2 separate regions of the Mus musculus genome follow, and region 2 is linked to region 1. The links are chromatin contacts, called in public promoter capture Hi-C maps. All regions are on one chromosome and are shown on one strand. The core of a region is the stretch at or near the end of the contact, and the rest is flanking DNA. Distances in the headings are between cores, read along the strand shown. Region 1 holds the start of Cyp2d10 (cytochrome P450, family 2, subfamily d, polypeptide 10). Region 2 holds the start of Scube1 (signal peptide, CUB domain, EGF-like 1).

What was found. Capture Hi-C pulls out chosen DNA fragments and counts their contacts.
Region 2: a contact with region 1 is called in a promoter capture Hi-C map of liver, with 4 times the contacts expected there. The contact joins the promoter of Scube1 here to the promoter of Cyp2d10 in region 1. A contact is called at or near these places in 1 of 39 promoter capture datasets (embryonic stem cells) and 1 of 9 other capture datasets (liver).

What each region holds. Positions count from the first base shown.
Region 1 is chr15:82,404,032-82,411,003 of GRCm38.p6, forward strand. It overlaps Cyp2d10 (cytochrome P450, family 2, subfamily d, polypeptide 10), which reads right to left and starts at 3,163. Exons shown (of 9, transcript NM_010005.3): 1 at 2,903-3,163; 2 at 1,876-2,047; 3 at 1,455-1,607; 4 at 1,204-1,364; 5 at 397-573; 6 at 72-213. The coding sequence starts at 3,091.
Region 2 is chr15:83,720,862-83,727,833 of GRCm38.p6, forward strand. It overlaps Scube1 (signal peptide, CUB domain, EGF-like 1), which reads right to left and starts at 4,178. Exons shown (of 22, transcript NM_022723.3): 1 at 3,958-4,178; 2 at 989-1,120. The coding sequence starts at 4,045.

The DNA.
Region 1 (6,972 bases), core at 1,913-4,412:
CTGGGTGCCACAAGAATCTCAAGTCACTGGGGATTGTGCCTCTACCTCCCTCCTAGCCCCACCAGGCTCACGCTGCACATCCGGATGCAGGATCATGAGCAGCAGGGCCCAGGACAGTGTGGTTGAGGTGGTCACCATCCCTGCAGTGAACAGGTCTAGCACAACCATGCGCAGGTTCTCATCATTGAAGCTGCTCTCAGCATTCCCCTTTACCTGGGCCAGGCAGAGATGATGTGCTTAGCAGGGACAGGAAGTCCCACATGGCCTCCCATTGTCCCTGAGGCAGCCCAGGTGCTGAGTCACTTGATGATACACAGGACTCTACCCATCTACCCTCCCAGATCACAGGACATCAGCCCACAGCCCCTGGCAACATCGTTTGAATCTGCCAGTCACCTTCTCTATCTCTGCCAGGAAGGCATCAGTCAAATTTCGGGGTGGCTGGTCAGGGTCCCAGGTGTTCCTATTCTCAGTCAACAGATTCTCCACTATGGCCAGTAAGGACTTCTGACCTTGGAAGACCTTCCCAGGCAGTCCTGGGATGCGCAGGAGTATGGGGAACATATTAAGAACCTGTGAGAATACAGTAAGTCTCAGAGGTTCATCTTCATAAAATTAATTATTAGTGAATCATGATCATGTATGGTGCTTATGAGCCATGGTGTGTGGAAGCAAGTGATAGGACAGTGTGTGGAGTCAATTGTCTCTATCCCACATGAGTCTCAGACATCAAACTGGGGTTGGCTGGCTTGCTTGGCGAGTCCTTACCCACCCACCATTTGACTGGTTCCTCGGTTCTATTGATGCTCCTTATCCACCTGGACCAGGCTCAGTTTCCAGCCTCCTTCACAATGGACCCAGAGCCTGTTTGTCCCTACCTCTCCCCTGTCCTATCTTCAATTATTAAATTTGCAAGAGCCACCTAAGTAAAGTTCTCTCAGCCCTAGGAGAACAGGAATATTCTACCCCAACGACAACCACAGGCTTTGTGTCTTACATGCAAAAGAAGGCCCAGGTTCTCTCCCTTTCTGGAAATACTAACCTTGGTCCACTTCTCCCATCCTGTCATCTAACAGTTGTCAACAGTCATATCCTTCTGGAGTTGAACCTAAGAAGGCCTCTCGCACAGCCTTGGCACATAGCTTCCCTCAGCGAAGATGGACTGCACAGAAGTGGCTCTGTAGCCTGCCCTGAACCTCCTACCTCAGGAATTAAGCCAGAGATTTCTGTCAAACTATCTTCCAGTACTTTCTGCATCCTGATGAGGTAAGGGTCTTCATATTCAAAGCGACGGGCAAAAATGAGAGATGCAATCACATTGCACACAGCGTTGTTCAGCATGGTGTTGGGATTGATGGGCTGCCCTGGGAGTGGATATGGAATGGAGATGCAAGCAAGTCAATGGACTGCCCATGTCTCCCTGTGCCCAGCTACATCCCTCACCCATCACCCACCAGCCTGGGCGGTGAAGGCATCACAGAGGTGTCTGGCCTCCTTGGTCACCCAGTCCTCCAGTGATTTCTTGCCCAGGCCAAAGTTGCGCAGGGTAGACACAGAGAATCGCCTCTGCTCTCGCCACTCGGGCCCGTAGGGTGCAAGGACCACACCTGCAGACACATCGGTATGTAACCAAGAATGCCCAACTCTACTGTCTCCTTCTCTCCTCAATTCTCTTTTCTGTGTTCTGTCCTGGCCATGAGCCTCTCAAAACCTTGCTATCACAATCCAGTGCATGCCTTCTGGGTAGTCCTCCTGGATTCCAGTGACTCTTCTGTGAATTGCTTGACCACATTCCCACCCACATTCATAACCTGTGCTTCCTCAGCTTATTCCCACACGTCTGAACCCAAATCCACCGTCCACACAGCCCTTTACCTTGGGATCCAGGCTTCACACCCAGGTACTCAAAGATGGGCACTTGAGGGCGGTCAGCAGTGTCCTCTCCACAGGTCAACAGCACTTCCTTCATTGCCTTCAGTCCATTGATCACAACCATAGGCTTCCAGCCCATCTGCAGGCTGAACACGTCACCATAGCGGTTTTGAAGCTGACGTAGAGGGACAAAGCACATAGGAAGTAGAGGTGCCCACAGATAATAGAACCAGTTTCACTGCACAACAATGTCAAAGTGAGAGGGTGCCAGGCAGTTTCTTTGTGTGTGAGTGCACATTTGTGTATGTTTACATATGCATGTTTGTGTATGTGAATTTAAGTATGTGTGCATATGTGTATGTGACTCCATGTATCTCTCTGTCTCTGTATTTGCATGTGTACATATCTATTTGTGTGTATCTTGCTTGTTATTGAACCTTGCTCATATATCCTGGGAAAATGCTCTTCATTGAGCTCCATCCCATGCGTGAGGAGGCCTACTAATGTGGTGTCTTATCTTTTAAGTTTAGCAAAGGTGTCATAGTAGATGTCACACCCCAGCAGTTCCCTGGCCAGACCCAGAAACCTATCTTGGGTTCTTTTAGTATGTCAATATACGTGAAAAAAACTCTGGTTCCTCTTGATGAGCAGTGAGTCCAGAGAGCACACAGAAGCAAGAGATTCACGCAGCCACAGTCCCTCTCTCCACTCAGTGTCACGACTGACATGGAGTGGTAGACTTCACAGCATATCAAGACCTCATCATTGACAGGAACATAAAGTACTTGGGACCTCTACAGTTCCTGTCCTGTCCAACTAGGCTGAACATTCCTTTCATACCTTGCTTCACCCTTGGATTTTATTCCCCCAATCCTTTGCCCTACAAATTCCCAGTGGCTGCCACAAAAACATGTCTAAGCCTATTCCCTCTTGGGGATCTAGATCTAGCCACTAAACTGTGGCTCAAACCCTACTATGTGCCACTATGGACACTATAACCTCACATACCATCCATTGCTGAGTCACTCACCTTGTACAAGCTGTATGGCATGTTATCCAGGTCCACCTGCAGCAGGTTACCCAGCACAGGCCATGGCACAGGGCCCGGTGGGTAGCGAGAAGTCCAGCGCTGGTGCCGGTGCATCAGGTCCACCAGTAATATGAAGATAACGGTGAATATGGCCACAGACCACAGGCCAGCCCCAGTCAGCAGCTCCATGGCTACCCCACTTCTGCCCAGGCTTTCCAGAGACCAATGAACAACACTCAATGTAACACCTAGAATCAGACTGGCCCAAGCTTGGATCCTGCTGCCTTATAAAGGAGTGCCAGGGTTGCCCTTTGTCCTCTGTGTCCTGCCCCAACACTGTGTTTTGTTTGTCCACCTGTAGGGAGGAGCTAGTGATGTTCAGTTCCTTTCAGGAGTTTAGCATTCTGATTCTGCTGGGCTGAACATGGTAGGCAGATATCTCGTGGACTCCTGCTTCAGGACGAATGTTCTGATCATTGTGTGCAGGAAATTCATCGGGTTTGCTACTCATGCAAATCTTAGAGGGCTTGAGGACATTGCCTCAGAGAGGAATGAGACCTCCTAGATCTTCATGGAGCACTTTCCTGGCAGACATGAGGGTTGACTGGCATCATGTCAATCACTTCTGTGTGTGTGAGCAGTGGGAGGCTGTTTCCAGATGAGGCTGGAGCCCCAATGGGCAAAAGCAGGGCAGTCGGGAATGGCAGCTGAAATCCCTGTGGGCGAGTGAGGGCCAGTAGTGGGAGGTTACCTAGACTTGCTATGGGGAAGTGAAAGGTAGTGGTGGGAAGGCAGCTAAAGGCTCTGCTGGTAAGTGAGGTCCAGTGGGGTAGCACAACCGGAGCACTGCCATCTTCAGTATAGGTCTGTCATCATCCAATTAATCAGGCAGCAAGATACACAACACAGAAGTTATCAGACCCAGTATGAAGAAGTGGAGAAGTGGTCTGAGAACCTTGGGGGGGGGGCACTAATTTGGTCCATGGACGTGTCACATGCTGGCCTCTGTCTCTTATCCACCCTTTGTTTCGTGGTGGGTCAATCTCACCTGGCAAGAGTCTTCCATCTGGAGATACGTAAGGTAGTTTTCTTCCTCATGCCAGAGGTCTGTGGCCAGGGTGAGCAGCCAAGAGGAAAAAAGAATGATGACTCCTGAGCCTTCAAACAAATGGCTACTGTGTGCTGGTCACTGCTGTACACCCACACATAGCTCATCATTCACTAGGGTCAGCAGAGGCTCAGTCTCTGTCCTTGTTGGGCTCCAGACCTCTAAAGATCATAGGCTTGGAAGTCACTGTGGAATCTAGGCAGGCTCTCTCTGTTGCTCCTTCGATGTGCCAGAAGGGAGGCTGGAGCATTATCCCCTCCCGTGGGTGCGAGGGGTTCCGCAAGCCTGGAAGGAAATTGGAGGAAGGGAAGGAGAGGCAGGAGACCAAGAAGATGGTACCTAACAAGGTCTCGTTTATTAGGCTGAGGTGCCTTGTTTTAAAAGCATACATCATGGGGAGTAGGGGCGGGGTCAAGGGGGAATTTTACAAAGAACAAGGAAGCGGGCATCTGCTGACATGGGGGCCGAAGTCAGGCGCCAGGCAGCGGGCACTCTGCATCTTTTTTTTTCTTTCAAATATTTTATTTATTTATTTTTATTATTTTATTATTTTTTAATATTTTTTATTACGTATTTTCCTCAATTACATTTCCAATGCTATCCCAAAAGTCCCCCATACCCTCCCCCCCACTCCCCTACCCACCCATTCCCACTTTTTGGCCCTGGCGTTCCCCTGTACTGGGGCATATAAAGTTTGCGTGTCCAATGGGCCTCTTTTTCCAGTGATGGCCGCCTAGGCCATCTTTTGATACACATGCAGCTAGAGTCAAGAGCTCCGGGGTACTGGTTAGTTCATAATGTTGTTGCACCTAGAGGGTTGCAGATCTCTTTAGCTCCTTGGTTACTTTCTTTAGCTCCTCCACTGGGGGCCCTGTGATCCATCCAATAGCTGACTGTGAGCATCCACTTATGTGTTTGCTAGGCCCCGGCATAGTCTCACAAGAGACAGCTATATCAGGGTCCTTTCAGCAAACGCTTGCTAGTGTATGCAATGGTGTCATCGTTTGGAGGCTAATTGTGGGATGGATCCCTGGATATGGCAGTCTCTAGATGGTCCATCCTTTTGTCTCAGCTCCAAACTTTGTCTCTGTAACTCCTTCCATGGGTGATTGTTTCCAATTCTAAGAAGGGGCAAAGTGTCCACACTTTGGTCTTCATTCTTCTTCAGTTTCATGTGTTTTACAAATTGTCTCTTATATCTTGGGTATACTAAGTTTCTGGGCTAATATCCACTAATCAGTGAGTACATATCATTTGAGTTCTTTTGTGATTGTGTTACCTCACTCAGGATGATGCCCTCCAGGTCCAACCATTTGTCTATGAATTTTATAAATTCATTCTTTTTAATAGCTGAGTAGTACTCCATTGTGTAAATGTACCACATTTTTTGTATCCTTTCCTCTGTTGAGGGGCATCTGGATTCTTTCCAGCTTCTGGCTATTATAAATAAGGCTGCTATGAACATAGTGGAGCATGTGTCCTTCTTACCGGTTGGGACATCTTCTGGATATATGCCCAGGAGAGGTATTGCGGGATCCTCTGGTAGTACTATGTCCAATTTTCTGAGGAACTGCCAGACTGATTTCCAGAGTGGTTGTACAAGCTTGCAATCCCACCAACAATGAAGGAGTGTTCCTCTTTCTCCACATCCTCACCAGCATCTGCTGTCACCTGAATTTTTGATCTTAGCCATTCTGACTGGTGTGAGATTGAATTTCAGGGTTGTTCTGATTTGCATTTCTCTGATGATTAAGGATGCTGAGCATTTTTTTCAGGAGCTTCTCAGCCATTCGGTATTCCTCAGGTGAGAATTCTTTGTTTAGCTCTGAGCCCCATTTTCTAATGGGGTTATTTGATTTTCTGGAGGCCACCTTCTTGAGTTCTTTATATATATTGGGTATTAGTCCCCTATTCAATTTAGGATAGGTAAAGATCCTTTCCCAATCTGTTGGTGGCCTTTTTGTCTTATTGACGGTGTCTTTTGCCTTGTAGAAGCTTTGCAGTTTCATGAGGTCTCATTTGTCAATTCTTGATAATACAGCACAAGCCATTGCTATTCTATTCAGGAATTTTTCCCCTGTGCCCATATCTTCGAGGCTTTCCCCCACTTTCTCCTCTATAAGTTTCAGTGTCTCTGGTTTTATGTGGAGTTCCTTGATCCACTTAGATTTGACCTTAGTACAAGGAGATAGGAATGGATTGATTCGCATTCTTCTACATGATAACCACCAGTTGTGCCAGCACCATTTGTTGAAAATGCTGTCTTCCACTGGATGGTTTTAGCTCCCTTGTTGAAGATCAAGTGACCATAGGTGTGTGGGTACATTTCTGGGTCTTCAATTCTATTCCATTGGTCTACTTGTGTGCCACTATACCAGTACCATGCAGTTTTTATCACAATTGCTCTGTAGTAAAGCTTTAGGTCAGGCATGGTGATTCCACCAGAGTTTCTTTTATCCTTGAGAAGAGTTTTTGCTATCCTAGGTTTTTTGTTATTCCAGATGAATTTGCAGATTGCTCTTTCTAATTCGTTGAAGAATTGAGTTGGAATTTTGATGGGGATTGCATTGAATCTGTAGATTGCTTTTGGCAAGATAGCCATTTTTACAATGTTGATCCTGCCAATCCAGGAGCATGGGAGATCTTTCCATCTTCTGAGATCTTCTTTAATTTCTTTCTTCAGAGACTTGAAGTTCTTATCATACAGATCTTTCAATTCCTTAGTTAGAGTCACGCCCTGGTGCTGGAGTGGACCAGAAGGGACTTGTGCCCCTGATCAGGCCGGGTTATCTGTTTCTCTAGTTAATGCAGTTTGAGGTCCTGCATGTTTCCTCTTCCTGTCCATGATTCTTGGCCCTGCCCAACACAGTTGCATAGTCTGGCACCATAGGTTGGGGTAGAGAAAAGTGTCTTTCTTAAGACCCACGTGGGCCTGAAAGGAGATCTGCATGGGAGTCAGGAC
Region 2 (6,972 bases), core at 2,928-5,427, 1.3 Mb after region 1:
GATCCACTTGCCTTGAACTCTTTTTATTCTATTTTATCTTTTAAATTCTCTTTTTTTAAAATATTTTTGGGGGCTGGAAATATGGCTCAGAAGTTAAAGAGCACTGACTGCTCTTCCAGAGGTCCTGAGTTCAATTCCCAGCAACCACATGGTGGCTCACAGCCATTTGTAATGGGATCTGATGACCTCTTCTGGTGTTGTCTGAAGACAGCTACAGTGTACTCATATAAATAAAATAATAAATAAATCTTTAAAAAATTATTTTTTGGTTTTTTTTTCAAGACAGGGCTTCTGTCTTAAAGTTTGGTTGTCCTGGAACTTCCTTTTGTAGACCAGGCTACCTTCAAACTCAGAGAGATCCACCTGCCTCTGTCTACTACTGAGTGTTGGGATTAGAGGTGTGTACCACCATGCCTGGATTGGCACGGACTCTTGAATGCTGGGATTTCAGGCATGCGCCACTATGTCTTCCTTGGAGAACAGGTTTCTGAACCATCAATGCAGCACCCCAGGTGAAGGACGAGCGGCTAGACAGACAGATGAACGATTTGAACCACAGACTGGGGCTAGAAAGAGGAGAGGCAGCTGAGCCAGCCTCACAGCCCTCTCGTGGGCAGGTCTTCTGCAGAAGCTGCAGGCTACACATGGTGGTTTGGAGGCTGAAGTTAAGGACCCAGAAGTTGAATCACCTTGGGCTTTTACTGATTCTCATACGTAGTCAGGGCCAGACACACAACTAACCATTCAACCTTGATATCATCAAGGCAAAGGGAGCTAAAATTTAGGTGAGAGTCCAGTGCCCCACATATTCAACTTCTGCCCTCCAGGTGAGCAGCCTATGTCTCCTGAAAAGCCTGCAGGATTGACAGAAGCCCGAACTGCCCATGTTCACAGGGCTGGGCTATAGGATCAGCCTGCTGCTATGCCACAGGGCAGGCCTCGGCCACCTCCCTCTGGCCCCGGCTTGGGGAGGGCTGAGGGAACTCACCTTCACACTGCCTTCCTTCCCCCTTATAGCCGGGCTTGCAGAGACATTTGTAAGACTTGGGTGTGTTCTGGCAGATGGCATCTATGTGGCAGTCGTCTGTGCCCTCTGAGCATTCATCCACGTCCACGGCTCCTGTGGGGGAGGGGGAAGTGCAGGTGAGGCATGCTGGGAAGACATCTGAGACTGTGCCGTAAGTGCGTGCCCCCATCCTACCACTGACCACTGGGAGAGCCAACATTAACGGTCACATGCCAGTTTGATGTGACAAGGAACAAATTGGTAGCATCCTTGAGGCGGCTTCTCTGTGCCAGGCACACATCTCCTCACATCTGGTCTTTATTTTCATAACAGTCCCATTAGGTATAGCCATTATCCTCACTTAGACGGAGAAACCAAAGACTAGAAAAACCTCTCTGTGGATCTAGGTTTCCCCGCAGGCATCCTTCCAAGTCCACACTCCTCCTTCTTGGAGGAGTTCTTGGAGAGTCCTCCAAAGAACTCAGATCCAACCTCAGGGTGGCAGATTGGAAAACTAAGGCAGAATGGTGTACAGGTACCAAGCAGAGGCCACCCAAGGAGGCTGCCGATAACCTAGATGTGAGATCCCGAGGCAGTGGAACTGTGGGAAGGATCATCCCCTAGGCTCCAACCCAGAGTAGAGTCTATGGATCTGCCTTTCTTTCCCTCTGCCAACCCAGGCTTCAGATAGCCAGTACTCATAGCTCAGCCTCTAGACCTTCAGCATCATCCAGGCTCAGAGGGCTCTGGTGCACCCTCCCTCCTGTCACTAGCACATAAATCCAGAAAGCTGCTCTCTCTCTCTCTCTCTCTCTCTCTCTCTCTCTCTCTCTCTCTCTCTCTCTCTCTCTCTGTCCCTTTCCACCCCTTCACTTGCTTGTTTACTGGCTTAGGCTCCATCCTAGAATGAGCTCGTCTGGGCATCCCCCTCCTTCCCGCTGGCTGGGAGCACCACACAGATGGACAGGCGGAAGGACTCAGGTGAGCAGACAAGGGACTTTCAGCAGCTGCCCTGAGGACAGTCCCCCTGGGAAGCTCCAAATGTCCCCATCTCTTTATCCATCTGGCCTCACTCAATAATGTCCACTTTGAATTTTTTTTATCTTCTGGCTGGACCCTGGGCTCTAGCTCTGTGCTCCACCCCTCTTCTTTACTCCAGACTCCCTGATACCGGCTCACCAGAGGGGAGAGAGGCATTGGAAAGAAGCACATGAGAGTCTTCCCTGCACATGAAAACACATGCAAAAGGCAGATACACACATGTACACACATGTAGCATCCCTCCTGAGGCTAGCAACCTCTGCTCAAGTGTGTGGTCCACCTCTGCAGTTGCTCAGAGGCAGGAGGCAAGAACCAAGCAGTATAGTAAACCAGAGAGCACAAGCCAAGGCCAGTAGGGAGGCCAGAGGGAGGGGCTCTCTGGAGAGCTGGTCACTGAGGGACCCACTACTTCAAGGGTAGGATGCCAGAGATGGCCAGACCATATGGGACACCTCTAAGAGCGGCTCATCTTTCCACTTCCTAATGGTCAGGGAATGAGAGTGAGGGTCAGGAAGTTTCCTGGGGTTCTGGGGTCCCTTCTATCTCGCACCTACATAGGATGGAACACAGAACTTGGGAAGGGGTGGCTGGGGCTGTCTGCCTTTCAAACTATAAACTTGGCCTGGAAGCAAGGTAGCCTGGCTGAGCCAGACTGCAGATCCCTGTGCAACCCTCAGATATAGGCTGCTCACTTCAACTCTGGTTTTCTTATTCAGCTGTTAGGGCTCCAGAGTCACCAGACTTCCACAGAGGGTAAGGAAAGGCAGAAGAGGATAGACACTAGGAGGGACAGAGAGGAAGGGAGAGGTACACAGGATAGTCCCACAAAAGTGAGGACCCCCAACACCTGGGAGAAATGCCCACGGACTGTCTAGTATCCTCAACAGGACCCAGCTTCTGGAATGGGCGCATGGAAGAAAACTCAGCGCCAATGGAGTAGCATGGACTAGCATAAACTCCCTAGCACTGGATCTCTGTGGGACTCTCCGGAGAGCAAGACAGGCAGGAACCTCCTCGCCCTCTCCAAGGAGAACAAGGAAGAATGTGAAAAGAGAGACTCGGTGTGCAGCTTTGCCCGGAAGCCCCTTCCGGGAAACTCAGATCACGGAGGGACACCCCCACCTAGCAGTTCCTTCTGCCTGGACCAAAGGCTGTGCCTGTGCCTCCGGCCCCCTCTCTCTGATGTCTGTTCTGTTATTCGTGTTCTCATCCACCTCCTTCCCTACGTCTGTCCGTCTTTTCTCCCCCTCCTGTCTGACAGTCCATCTGTCCATCTCTTCCCAGACATCTCCATCCTTCCTCTCTCACTCGGCCCCCTCCCTCGGCGACGCCCCTCCGAGTCCTCCCGTCTCTCTGTCTGGTGTCCATCTGTCTCCTCCTCTCTGTCCTTTGATCTGCCTTTCTCCATTCCGCTGTCCACTGCCTCCTCGCTCCCCTCCCTTGCCTCCTCTCCCCTCTTCCCTCCCGCGGCTGTCTTTCTGAGGGCTTCTTCCTGGGCCCTTTTGTCTGTTCCCACTACGCCTCGGCTCCTGTCCGTCTGTCCCTCTATCTTCCCACCTTCCCTCCAGTCTCAGCGCGTCCTTTCTGACCACCTCCGGGTATCTCCTACGCGGCAGCTGCCCAGTCCTTGGCCCCGGGGGAGCGCCGCTCTCGGTTCGGGGGTCCCCGCCCGTCTCCGTACGCATGCCGGGCCCCGCAGGCGGCCGTCGCGCTTCCTTTCTTCCTCTGGCCTCCCGCTTCCCCTCCCGGGGCCTCAGTCCACCCCGCCCCCGCCGGCCCCGGGCGCCCCGGGCGATCGCAGAAGTTACTTTGCAAGGAGGCAGGATCCGGCGCTGGGCGGCCTCCGACGGCGCGGGGTGGCAGCCTGTAGGACCCCGCGCGCCCTCATCCCCCTGGGTCCTCGCGCTTACCTGGCAGCCCGCTGCCCCCCACCAGCCGCCCGCGCGCTCCCAGAGCGAGCAGTAGGTACAAGTGCCAGCGCACGGCCGCCGCGCCCATGCTCGCTGCGGGCCGCGCCGGGTGCTGGCGTGCGGGGCACGGGACGCTCGGAGCGACCGCTCCGCGAGCGCTCCTGTCTGCAGCGAGCTCCGCTACCGCTCCGGCTCCCAGCCACATAGCCGGCGCGCAGGACAAGCTGACAGCCGCGCGCTCATTGGCCCGCGGCCGTGGGGGGCGGAGCTCCGCGGGAGGCCGTCCAGTGGGCGTCGGGTGGCGTGGCCTGCGGGCGTCTGGGCCCGCCTCCTCTCCCGGGGCCGGCGGCAGGTGGGGGGTGGGAGCCGAGAGAGCTGGGGTCGCGGTACAGGGTGTCACCCGGGGCCTGGACTGGGCCGCAGGCTGCTCTTCCCCAGTCCCTCTTTGTGTGCTGATCCCCGAGGTCCAGGGTGTCTGTTTCCCTTCAGATATGCACACACTCTGTTGGGGGAGTAGAGGTGAAGAAAGGCCCAGAGGCACCCAGGGATGGTGAAGAAGATGCTAAGAGCACGCAGCCAATACATAGGAATTTATTGAGCCGCTACTGGATGCCAAGTGCCGCTGGGGACAGCCACACACTAGTCAGCAGTGAAAGCTCTGGACGATAGCTTCAGAATTTGCGTACAAAATCAAAGGAACTTTTCAGTACTGCCCCGAAGGACAATGGTTATAGGAGTGTTTGTCTTGGACAGGCGCGTGTCGCGCCTAGAACCGTTCTCCCAGTGAATGGACGCGCGACCAGGCCGGATTGAGTGACCTCTCTCTACCCAGGCTCTTGTTGCTCTGCGAAGCCCAGATCCTCGGGTGACAGGCCCAGCGAGGCGGGAGAACCGTGGCGTCGCGGTCTCCCTAGCCCAGATCCTCCCCCAGCTCGGGGTCTACACCTGACCCCTCGGCCTTGAGGCCTGGCGGGCACTCAATGGCCTCTCTCAGCTCCGGAGGGAGGCAGGACACTGAAGAAGTTCAGCAAACCCCAAGGCCCATCTCCTTGACAACCACCAATAAGAGCTCCTGTTTTCTCCTGCTCTCCAGATTCAAAGACTAGAGTTTTAGCTTTTTGTCCACTCTGCCTGTGCAGTGTTGCGCCCAGCGGTTCCCATCCACGCTGGCTCTTTCTTCCTCCCTGCCCCCAGCACACACTTTTGCAGCCACCTCCAAGGCCCCAGAAGGTTAAAGTCATGTGTCTCGGCTCCTGCTGCTAGCCAGACTTCCCGTGGGCTTAGGGCAATGGTTTGGAGACTAAGGCAAGGGATCCATTTCCACGTTATGCAGATGGAATCAAGGAGGAAAACGTGGAACTCTGGCCTCTACTGTGTCCCCATAGGCTCCTACCCTGGCCACTGCATGCATTTTCTTTCCCTGGTTGCTCCTGGCCATGTAGTTTAATTTGGGGGACCTTGTTACCACGCCTTATTTTGTCTTCTCTCAGCTGTAGGGCTTTGAGATTTTTTTCTTCGCCTGTGCAACCAATCGATTTGTGAGATGTGTTGTGTGTGTGTGGGGGGGGGGGAGTGAGGGAGTTTGGGAGAGGAACTCTGACTTCTTAGCACAATGTTTTTCATGTCTCTTCCTCAGGGGCTCTCATCCCCACTCATATTCAGGGGGGATGGAGGCTTGGGATTCCCGTGAGTCCCCGGGGACTCTTTTGCTAATATGGAAATTTTATCTGCAGTAACCTTTATCTTCAGTGACTTGAAGGTCAGGTTTGCTGATGAACTAACACTCTTTAAGCGTGCAAAAGAAACGAGGGTCTCATCTAGGAGACCATGGCTCATGTGGCAGAACCAAAGGGCTGTGCAGGGTGGGGGGGAAGGAGGGCTGGGGGAGGGGAGCTGAGTCTCTAAGTTCCTGACCAAGGAGAAGGTTTATCTCCTTGGAAGAAGGAGGGGGTGGAGAAAGATGCTTTATTTCCTAGAGCAGAAGGCTCTAGATTGTTCTGGGGTGGGTTGGTTACATGGGATCATCACTCTAATGTCAGGACTAAGGATGTCTTGGCACCTTTGCATATTGAGCTGAGAAAGTGGAAGCCACTGGTTTGGGGAACAGACTGGGCTACCTCACATCCGAGCCACCTGTGTGCATTCTGCATGTCAATCGGCACCCACACCCTCCTCTGAGGTCCTCTCTAGACCAACCACAGGCACGGTAGCCTGGCACACAGCTTGCCTTTTGCACCCTGAACCCAATGTCACGTTGCCACCCGGACAGCCTTTGTTTCCTCCTGTCTGTACCCCAGTCCCTGCCCCATAAGCTTGGTGCAAGACCCCCTTCAGGCTCAGAAAATGGAAGTCCCCACTTTCACATCCCTCAGCTTTCTCTCTGTCACCATCCAAAAATGCAACCCTGGGGGCCTTCTCTGTGGCCACAGTTCCCAAAGGGAGCTAAGGCAATTATCATGTGATTCTGTGCATGAATGAACGAATGAACGAACGAACGAATGAATGAATGCATGAGTGAGTGGGTGAATGAACAAATGGTCCCAGAAACAAGGCAGAACCATCTGTGAACTCCTATTGCTCCAGTGAAGTAACTTTGGCCGTGCCAGGTCCTTAAGAATAAAAAGTGAGATGGTGAGATGGCTCAGCGGTTAAGAGCGCCGACTGCTCTTCCAAAGGTCCTGAGTTCAAATCCCAGTAACCACAAGGTGGCTCACAACCATCTATAACGAAATCTGATGCCATCCTCTGGAGTGTCTGAAGACAGCTACAGTGTACTTACATATATTAAATATATATATATATATATATATATATATATATATATATATATATATATATATTAAAATAATAAAACCAGCTGTTCTCTCCCTCTCCCTCTTTCTCTCTCTCTCAAACAACCCACTTTCTGTGCCCTGTAGGGAAGCTAGGCTGGTCAGCAGAACCCCAAATCCTGAGTGCCCAGAGCAGATGACCCTGGACTTGGGGCCCTTTGGCTCCCCCTAGTGACAGTTCGCA